Regions from separate parts of the Mus musculus genome. Here region 2 is linked to region 1. A link is a contact called in public promoter capture Hi-C data. All regions are on one chromosome and are shown on one strand. The core of a region is the stretch at or near the end of the contact, and the rest is flanking DNA. Distances in the headings are between cores, read along the strand shown. Region 1 holds the start of Gpr33 (G protein-coupled receptor 33). Region 2 has its middle 29 kb from the start of 1700031P21Rik.

Region 1 (5,355 bases), core at 1,016-3,515:
GACAAAATCTACAAATAAGAGAAAATGGGAGAGTGTTTAATTTTTCTTCTCATCACTAGAAAACCTAAAATCGACATCTTCCACACTCTCTTCAAGAATTTGCTGTTTCCCTCTAGTTAATTATTAAACCAGATGACGCAAACACTGTAGAAAACACACAGACCACTTGAAGAAATGACTTCCCTTCTATGGCTTCGTTGGGGATATGACTGTTCATTTGTCTTTCACTTTTAATTAAGTCAGGTGATTTCAAGTCAAGAAACTGATCTGTGTCCTTGGCTCCAACCACAGTATGAACCATATAGAAATGAAAAGCCAAGGGCTCTCAGCCAAGGGCCCTGGCTGCCCTGCAGAGGACACTGGTCCAATTCCCAGCACCCACATAGTAGCTCACCACCATCTACAACACTGGTTCCAGGGACTCTCACACCCTCTTCTGTCCTCTTAGGTCACCAGGCACACATGTGGTGCACAGGCATACACGACAGCAAAACGTCCACGCATATAAAAAATATAATTTTTAAAAGATTAAGAAATGAAGAAACGGACGATGTTGCTGAGGAGCCTGAATACCTATTGTGTCTAAGGCCTGGAACATCTCTCTCCAACATCCCTCAACTACTCAGTTCAGGTAGCATCTTCAACAACTGTAAACATTTCGGGCAACTACTTTGAATTATTTATCTTGTTTGTCTCAGTTTGCACACTGTCTGGCAGGCTAGAGTATTCATAAATATTTCTTGAATTATGGCATTCGGATACATTTGCTCCAGCCCAGTGGACTTGTAAGTGTGCATTCTGTTGCAACTTACATAATGCCAGTACCAACTCAACTGTTATTCATTCAATACTTGCCCTGTGCCTGCCATTGTACTGAGCCTTTTAGACGTATTTCACTTTATCCCCACAAGGGTAATCAAAAAACAACAACAAAAACAACTCATTCCTGTTCTTTTTTTTTATGTTAACATATGAAGAGGCTGAGACTCTGATAATGTGCAGAGAGATACAGATAGCCCTATAATAGAGATAGAGGCACCATTGGGATTTCTACACGGGGTGTGGCAGCTCCCTCTGCCCTGTATTATACAGTCACTATCATTCCCACAAGCTGTGCATTGGAATTTTTAGTGCACATTATTTTCACCCCAGCTTCTTTATTAACTGTTAACAGAATCTAGGATGGGCTCTCAGAGAGTTTCAAGGGTCTCAACTCCTTCATCTGTGGAAAGGGAGTTTAATGAAAAACCTATCATGATTTGCTTAACCCCTCTGGGACTTAGTCTACTAATGTTCAGAACAAGCAGGTTTGGACCCGGTAATTCCCCGTTACATATGGATCTATACATGAACCCAAAAGCCTCCAGAGGAAGTCCTTTCTAAAATGTAGTAATAAGTTTGAACGTCATCCTTAGCCTACCAAGAAGATCTGTAGCTCAGTTGAAGGTCACAGACAGGAATGAATTAAGATCTAAGATTTAAGCCAATTTCAAATAAGTCTGTAGTCTAGCTGTGAAAGCATTAAGTTCTGAGTAGACAGAATAGACGGTGGCTCTTACTCCCAAGCTTTCACCACTGAAGATACACTGTTTCTGATGCATTTTCTACTCTGGCAGTGATGAGAGGAAGAAGAAAGGACCATGAGGCTGGCACTGAGGTGGATCTGAAATGGGGGAGGGGGACTAGAGAGAGGAGTGAACCAGCAATGAATGGTTCACAGAGTCCGTCGTGCTGTAAGATAATGACTCGGCTCTGTCCCCCAACAACTGTCCAGATGCAACCATTCTGTCTACCACTCTTCCTCTTTCCAGACTGAACGACGACAGTCTTTGACCTGTCACCTTCATTCTGCTTAGTGTGAGAACCAGAGTTTAAGTTTTTCTCTTTAACAATTTTCTTTCCAGCGAGATCAGATAGTTAAGTTCCAGATTCTATAACACCCAGGGCTCGTGCCTACCGTCTTGCTGTGTATCTACCGTTGATGGCCCATAAGCCAATGAAATCTCCAAAATCAAACCTGCCTGGTGGGATGAACAGACCTGAGGATGGAATTGAAACCAGTGTCTTAACACCTGACATTATCCTATTAACCTTAACTGAAATGATTGTTCACAGAATTTTTTGACTCTCATTTTGAAATCGAGAAATGGTTTGGAGAAGTACTTCTGTCTTGGACTCCACCTCCACAGCAGTATGTTCTACAGAAAAGAAACCGGAGGAGTTGAAAGACTCTGTGAACTTGTCAAAGGCAAGACTAAAGAGCAGCATCCACCAGAAAGGGATGAGAGGAACAAAATAAAGGCAGAATCTCCAGTTGCTGCCCCTTCCCCCAGAGAGAAGACTGTTGGACACTGTGGCATCTCAGACTACTTGGCATGAAGACACAGCTCTGAGGTAAGACCCCTGGGCCCAGCAGGATTCTCAGCTTCCTAAAGATCAGCTAGTCTGAGGCTCCTGAGGCTTTCCTCCAGACGCAGCTCAGTGTCTCTGGAAGCTCTGGAGGCTCTAGAAGCTGCTCCAGCCAAAGCTACCAATGCATCAAGAGAAGAAGATCTGAGAGTGTAGCTAGAGAAGATAGACTCTCAGAGGTTCCGTACAAGTGCTTCCGGAAAGAGAGAAATAGAGTCTGTAGCTTTAAAAGGGTTAAATGAGGATTTGATTGGTTTTACTCTAACAAGTTGAGCAAAATGGCACGTTTAAATAACAAATATTAGGCCTGTGGTGGTGGCATGCACCTTTAATCCCAGTACCTGAAAGGCAGAAGCAAGCAGACCTCTGAGTTTGAGGCCAGACTACAAAGTAAATTCCAGGACAGCCAGGGCTACAGAGAGAAATGTTATCTCAAAAAAACTAAAAAACAAAACAAAACAAATAAACAAACAAACAAAAAAACCTAAAAACTGTCATCAGCCATTTTAGGCACTAAGTTCACTGCCCCATTCAGTCTTCATAAAAACTCTAAGGGGTTAAAGAGGTCACAGAGCTAGTAGAGTAGACTCAAAATTATACTCCAGTGCTTCAAGCCATCTTAAAAGGTGTTCAAGAATGAAGAACTTCTCTTAACTTCTGCATCACACAGTGGGTCTTTATCCACACATATTCATCACATACACACAATACTAATACACGTTGTTGTTTTTTTTAAGTTTTTCAAGACAAGGTTTTTCTGTGTATTCATGGCTATTCTGGAACTCACTCTGTTCCAGTCTGGCCTCAAAACTCAGAGATCTACCTGTCTCTGTCTCCCAAGTGCTGGGGTTAAAGGCATGTGCCACCATGCCTGGTAGTAGTATACCTTTCATGCTAAAAATCATGACGAATTTTCATAGTATATTCAATACATTAATGCTTCCAAGAACCTTATGTAAAATGCAAAGCCACCAATTCTAATTACAGAACAAAGTTTTTATTCTGTTTAAGTTTATATTAACTTCAGACACTAGAGTTCAGCCTCACAAGTCAACAAATAAAGCATCCAGAAACTCAGCTTTCTATATGCATATACACTGAGAGATATCAAACACACACAACACAGACACACCAACACCACACATGTACCACTTGCACATATGGACACACAAGAACAGATATACACTTAAGCAATGCATAATATACATACACACACATACACACACACTTCACAAATACACTACAGATGACATACACAGACTTACATGGGCACACACAGAACTTTAGATATATAATCTATGGATAAAAATACACCCCACAGTGAAATGCTTACTATATATGCACCTGCATACACACAAATGCACCACAGATGCACAGACTACAGGTATTATACACACACTGAGAGAGAGAGAGACAGAGAGAGAGACAGAGAGAGAGACTGAGAGAGAGACTGAGAGAGACAGAGACAGAGAAACAGAGAGAGACAGAGGGAGAGAGGGAGAGACTGAGAGAGAGACAGACACAGAGAGAGAGAGACAGAGAGAGAGAGAGAGAGAGAGAGAGAGAGAGAGAGAGAGAGAGAGAGACTGAGAAAGTCTCCAGGGATTCGTTTCTCCTATCCACTCAAGCCCCAGTATCTACACACTTCCTGCCAACCTGTTCTTTACATTTCAGTTGCCACCAGTCTTTTCTCCCCATCTCCCCTCAAGTAGGGAACCCAAGCTCTTTTCCTTTGTTGCCCAGTGGAGTCACCAACCCATGCTAATTGTAGGTTAACAGGACAGAGTATTCTACACACACAGGCACAGCAAGTGGGCTGTAAATAAGTGTTAGAAAAGCCCTTGCTGACATCCTCAGAGCTCTCTGCCTCCACCCTTTCTTCTCTACTGGACATCTGCAAGGCTCCTGGCTTTTCCTGTGTCTATCACCCTCCCTCTTCCTACCTCTTAAGGTCCCAGGACCTTCGCACAACCTCTTCATGAGTGCTGCTTTTACACTCACCGTTGCTTATACATAGCATCACTGTTCATTCTTCCTAATACAGACCACTAAAGTATTTTTCTACAAAAGAGAATCATTTTCTGCTTTGCAGAACCTTACAAGTTTTATTTGTGCTTTGTGTTTTGGTTTTGCTTTGGTTTTGGTTTTGGGGGCCTTAGGGGGATTGTGGATATTTTATTTGTTTGTTTGGGGTTAGTTGGTTGGTTGTTTTGTTTTGTTGGTTTTTGGAATCTCTCTACATGCCCTGGCTGTCTTGGAACTTATTATCTAGGCCATGCCAGCCTTGAACTCACAAAGATCCACCTGCCTCTGCCTCCCAGGTGCTGGAATTAAAGTCATGTACCACAGAGCCTGTCTAGAAGGCTCATTTAACTTTAAGAAACTGTAGGTTTCATTTCATTTTTCTTTTCAGTGTGTGGGTGTTCATATTTGGAGGTCAAAGGAAAGCCCTCTGGTGACATCTTCAGGACGACAGTCTGCCTCCTTTGAGATGATGCCTTTCTCTGGCCTGAAGTTCATGTATTAGTCTAGACTGGCTGACCATCAAGCTCCAGGAATCTGCATCTGCCTCTGCCTCTGCCTCTGCCTCTGCCTCTGCCTCTGCCTCTGCCTCTGCCTCTGCCTCTGCCTCTGCCTCTGCCTCTGCCTCTGCCTCTGCCTCTGCCTACCTCTACCTCTGCACTTGGAATACAGTATCTGTTTTATTTAGATGGGACTCCCATGTGCCACAGTGGAGTTGTGGTGGAAGATGTGGGTGGACAGAAGAAATTTAACCATTTTAAGCTCTATTTTCTCCTCTTCTTGAAGACCTGCCTCAATCCTGTTTGTTGAAGCCCATGTCAATAATTCCAACACACTAGATGTTGTATCAGGAGGCTAAGATGTTCAAGGCTGTCCTTGGCTACATGACAAGTTTGAGACTAGACTGGGCTGAATCAACAAACC
Region 2 (5,355 bases), core at 1,600-4,099, 550 kb before region 1:
TAGACAACAGGTAGTGTTTCTTGAGTCACTCAGGCAACCTGTGTTTTAGCGATGAAGCCATTGATATCTATTGTTGAAATGTGTTGATAGGTGGACAGTGTTGTTGATTTTTGGTGTTGTGTTCAGTAATACTTTAATAATAATAACTGGTTTCTTATCTTTTTCCAGTGTTTCTGCTATGCTCAATCCTCTCTTCAGCTTGAAATATTGCTTACTGTATTTTCCTTAAGTTTAGTTTGTTGGATATGTTTAGGCTCTTTATATCAAATAATTTTACTTTCTCCTTCAATTTTGGGAAATAAGTTTTTGCTAGGTATGTTACTCTAAGCTAGCCATCACAGCATTTTAGGACTTAGAATGCATTGCTCCAAGCTTTCAAAGTTTCCATCAAGAACCGTCTTTTTGATTTTTCCTGTCTTTTCTCTTGCAGCTTTCAATATACTTTCTTTGTTACCTATATTTAACGTTTTAACTATCCTGTGCTGTGGAGATTTTTATTCTGGAACTGTCTAGTTGGTGTTTCATGTGCTTTTTCTATTTGTTTTGGGCATCTTTCCTTAATTTGGAGGAAGTTTTCTATTACCTTGTTAAAGGTCTAGCCTTTGCCACTGACTTATGATTCTTCTTCCTAGTCTCTAGAGGAGGTAGATCTGGCTGTGGGAGAGGTTGGACGCAGTGAAGAAGTGACATGTGTGGTGGTAGGTAGGGCAGATCCTGACAGAAGCCCAGAGGTTGGTGGGATCTAGGACAAGCCAGTCTGGGCAGGGGCACTCTGGGTATGGGACCAGAACAACAATCTGGCAAGTTGAGAAGGTTATCACTCATTTGAAAGACCATCTTTTTGTTTTTTTGTTCTTTATATGATCTCTCAGGTGCAACTACAAGAGGAATGACAGACACTCAGGAAGACAAAGTTCACAAAACTGATAGATCTTATGGATAGGACACACATGCCGCACAGAGTAAAACATCAGGATGGTCAGGAAGCAAAAAAAAAAAAAAAAAAAAAAAAAAAGGAGCAAAGGGAAAGCATTAAGCCAATGCTTTTATTGGTGTTTAAGAAAACACAAGACAAAGTACAGTTTAGGATTAGCTACTTTGTGTAATTTTGGAGGCCTCTAAGCTACTTTTCTGGCAACTGGGCCCTGGAGTAATCATGGCATATATTGTCTACTAGACTGATAGTCAAACAGAGGCAATATGCTTCCTGATTAGTTTGGATACCAAAGACTTCTACATTTTCCATTTGATTATACAGGGTCTTTCACACCATAGGTATACGTTGAGGGATGGAGAATGTACGACCAGGGCAGGGGAACAGCACAAGTGATATGTGTGCTGCCGAACTCTGCTCAGGTGCAAACCCAGGTGGATTGTCCTTACTTTATAATGGGTTGCTGTTATCTGTTTGCACTGAAGTCTACCAAACTCATCTCATTGTCAGCTTGACACGCATGGTTGTCATGTATTCCCGAGTCTAAGAACATGTAGCCTTGTTTCAGATAATGTGGTCTTGTTTCAGAAGCTTACTGCATGTTCCTAAGGTACATTGCATACATTCATTACATCTTCCCTGCTACTTACCTCTCCACTATGGTCACCTACATGGTACAGCTCAAGAAAGAGGTGTCAGAACATAAACGTGTGTTTTCTGAGAAGTTTTCCTTGATTGTTTTGGGTCTGGCAGGCTCCTCTTTGTGAGAATAGGTTTTATCAGAATTCAAAGTAGATGTAGGTTAGATTCAAACTATGGTTAATTTTGTTCTGTAAAACGCTAGAAGTCTGAAGCCATTTTGCATCTCTGCTCATGGGGTAGGTAAGAATGCTAATGGCATTAACTCTGGTAAAGGTCAGGGATGTTGCTAGAGATCTTACAATATACAAGACATCTCTCAATACAAATAACCATCGTGTCCAAATACCAACAATGCCAAAGCTGAGGGGCCTTCGTCTCTGTTTTGTCTTCAAAGGCTATAAAAAGTCCAGCAGATGGACTTTTATATACTGTGCCTGTCTGTAGTAGGGGACAAAAGATGAAGCACAATTCAAAAGACCTGTTCTTTCTTATTCCTTAGGTCATAATAACTTATAACTGCATTATTCTGCTGAGCTGAACCTTGTAGGACTGAGTGTCCTGCATATCCAGTGATGTTTTTAGTTTTTTTTGTCTTTATTTTCTTTTTCGTTTGCCTGAAGACAGTATGACAACACCAGCTGATCATATTTGTATACCTATATGAAATTTTTAAAAAAACTTTTTATATCTGACATAATCACATACTTTTCCTTTATTCTGCATTGTTTTTTCAAAATTAACTCTTAATTATAAATTTCATTACATACAAATGGTTATTTGCATTTAAATTCATGAAGATTACCTCAGCTATATTCTTTTGAATTTTGTTGGCAAGTTTATGTGGGCTTGATCAATCTAGTAAAGGCTTTAAAGATTTAGTAAAACTCACCTGCAAAGTCAAATGGATGCATGTAAACTTGGAATTACAAGTACAATTTAATGTGGCTCTTTTTTCCCCCAATGTAACTTCTAAAAGTTCTTTTATTTACTTCAGATCATGTAAAGCAGCAGTCTGAATCCCTTAAAAATACATTCTCATACAGAAAACCTACTTAATCCACAAGGGATATTAATTGTATGTATGTATGTGGGTGTGTGCATGAAGGCATGTGGGGAGGACAGATGTTATTGTAGTTTTCTCCTTGTACAAAATGTGTTCTAGGGTCCAACTCATTATTAGACTTGGCAACAAGCAGAGCCTACTCACTGACCAAAGCCCCACTTTTGTTGGACGTTAAATTCTAAATAATCTTGTTGTTATGCTTTGGCCCTTGGACTTTGACTGAGCAAACAAACATGGTTATCTAGTTCTAGCTTAACTTGCAGTCAACTGGTGCTTTATGCTCACAGTAGATGCTTGCAATCACATAGAATAGCTTTTGAACAAAAAAAGTCGAGCCTTATACAATGTGAATTCCACAGACCATGATCACTGAGGGTCACTTTGGAGGCTGGTTATAGTTAACATCATTTTCATTCAGTATCTAACAGTTTTCAACATGGAGTTCTGGGTAAATGCTTTTTCAAGGCCAATTCATTCATTTTGCAAGAGTAAATTCTCTGATCTGCCATCAAGTTTATTTTGTTATGACCAGAGGATATAGTTGTGAAGAAGATATATGATCTTCTGGCGACTTTTCCCTCTATATGCAATATAATTTCTCTACTGATTAGAAATACCAAAGCACAACATGTTTTCTATGAGTACACGTATAGTCTTCTCCATTCTGAACTCTCCAATGTCCAGTGAAAACACATGGTCTGAATGTTCTGCTGAATTGTCTCTTCCATATGATTTCTCTCAAGAATCTAAGTACTGGTGAGTGAGGCACACATGCTTGAGACAACTCATTAAGTGGCATATATCTTTGCAATCTGATGATCCTCAAAAAAATCTACTAAAGTGTAATATTTTAATGATTAGCAAATACTATATAATCATCACACTCAAAATTCTTTAGGTTATCCTTCAGAATATAAATAAGAACCTTCATATATCATGCTTCTTATTTATTTCCTATAACTAAAATTTTACTTCAATCTGTATTATGAATAATCAACTATTACATACAGATACAGAAATAGATTGGAGGCTTTAATTTTACTAACAATCTATGCCAGTGATCAGCCAACTAAATTCTACTGGCCTAATAATTTAGTTAGAACACTCACATTCATTTCTATTTTGTTAATGGCTACTTACAGACTATAGTTAAAATAAGTAGTGCTATAGTGATCAAATGGCCTGAACATTTTAATATATTTATTATCTGACTTCCTAAAGGAGAAAAAGGGCTAATTCCTGATCTATACCATGGAAATAATAATTTTAAGGTAACAACAGTTATTTTGTAACTGAAGTATTAGATAAAACAATTTGCATTTTTAAAGTACAGTTAGAAAGCCTCACTTACAAGGTTCTAACTAAAAGGAAATATCCCGCAGGCATGTATGACTGCCAAAAAATGGCAAACAGAGGAGAAATTTTAAGAAGTAACATGGGAGGATACAGCTAGCTTTCTGTTTTTCTGTTTTTTTAAAAATATTGTGTTATTTTTAATAATTTAATCTACAAACTTAATTTGGACTCCTATATAAAAAATGATAGTAATACATATTGTTTCTGATCCTAGTTATCATTTCTTGAACACCTAAATTTATCTGGACAAAATGAAAGAACAAAAATCAGGAGGAAGAGCTTCAAACATAAAACTGACAAAATATTTTAGATTTAGACAATAGTGACCAAAGCATTCACAATTCAAGTACGTACACACACACACACACACACACACACACATGATCTAGTGAGGAAATATAGATAATTAAAAAGACTTGGATCAGTTGGTAAATCTGTATTGCTTATGTTGAAGAAAAAAACAATATAAATTTGAAAACATGTTATGTTAGGAGAGTCCATTACTAAATTACTCATGGTGACTTTACCAATTCAAGAAACCAAAAATAAAATCTGCACTATGGTGATTAACAAGTTTGGTTTTTCAACCACAAATTCTTTGACAGCTACTTACAGATGTATATTAGGCATGTATATATAAACACACAAATATATATTTGCAAATTTTAACAGTTCTAACAACTGGTAAGCAAGAAATGTCAACACTGTAATACTAAATATAAAAAATGTTAACTTCCTCTGTCATTCACTGGTTTTCCAAAATCAATTTGGCTACTTCTAAAATTTTCATAAAAACTAATTTCTCACCATTCAACTAAGATGAGAATATGAAATCCTGTGATTCCCCTTTTCTCCATCCTCCAGGAAAAGGAATAATTGTGTCTATGATATCCTCTCATATATAGGATGATGATGAGTCAACTAATATTTCTCCAAGTTCATTAAAATTATATTTTAACTGTTTTATAAAAACTAGGGTACCTGTATCACAGCAAATCACTGAATTTAAGAATATATGTTAAAACCAAACAGATCCTATAATAAAAAATGGTTTGGTGTACTTTGAAGAATGGTATCCTCCTTAATTAAATATTACTTACGGGTTTTTGGTAACTGGAAAAGCCTAAGAATTCAAATCCAAGATATGCATAGGTATTTAACTCAAAGAGAACTCACCAGATCCATAGATGACAGCAGATAGTCATAAAGTTGGGCTTATCTTATTTTCAAGCCATGAAGAAAAAGCAGAAACATTATTTTCCAACATTGATAGCTCTGCTCTAATATTTTAAAAACATTTCTAGTGGTTTGAAAGAATTTCTCTCAAAATCCAAATTCACATACAATTGTTTAATTTGTA

Evidence for each region. Promoter capture Hi-C pulls out the DNA fragments that hold promoters and counts their contacts.
Region 2: a contact with region 1 is called in a promoter capture Hi-C map of liver, with 5 times the contacts expected there. The contact joins the enhancer-like site here to the promoter of Gpr33 in region 1. A contact is called at or near these places in 15 of 39 promoter capture datasets (the C10 cell line, HPC-7-derived erythroid cells, cranial neural crest and 8 more), 1 of 15 datasets of contacts at CTCF or cohesin (the NIH/3T3 cell line), 3 of 484 Hi-C or Micro-C datasets (cardiomyocytes, cerebellum and ventricular fibroblasts), 3 of 115 datasets of contacts at active chromatin or transcription factors (embryonic basal ganglia, embryonic fibroblasts and embryonic forebrain) and 3 of 9 other capture datasets (adipose tissue, liver and macrophages).

Annotation. Positions count from the first base shown.
Region 1 is chr12:52,024,973-52,030,327 of GRCm38.p6, reverse strand. It overlaps Gpr33 (G protein-coupled receptor 33), which reads left to right and starts at 2,265. Exons shown (of 2, transcript NM_008159.2): 1 at 2,265-2,394.
Region 2 is chr12:52,571,040-52,576,394 of GRCm38.p6, reverse strand. It overlaps a transcript of Arhgap5 not described here. Among named protein-coding and RNA genes, the nearest start is that of 1700031P21Rik, 29 kb to the left of the region's middle. Within about 2 kb of position 2,849, at least 1 of the 459 cell types and tissues checked has an H3K27ac peak or open chromatin away from gene starts, as enhancers often do. A contact at or near this core is called in liver, where this site is marked.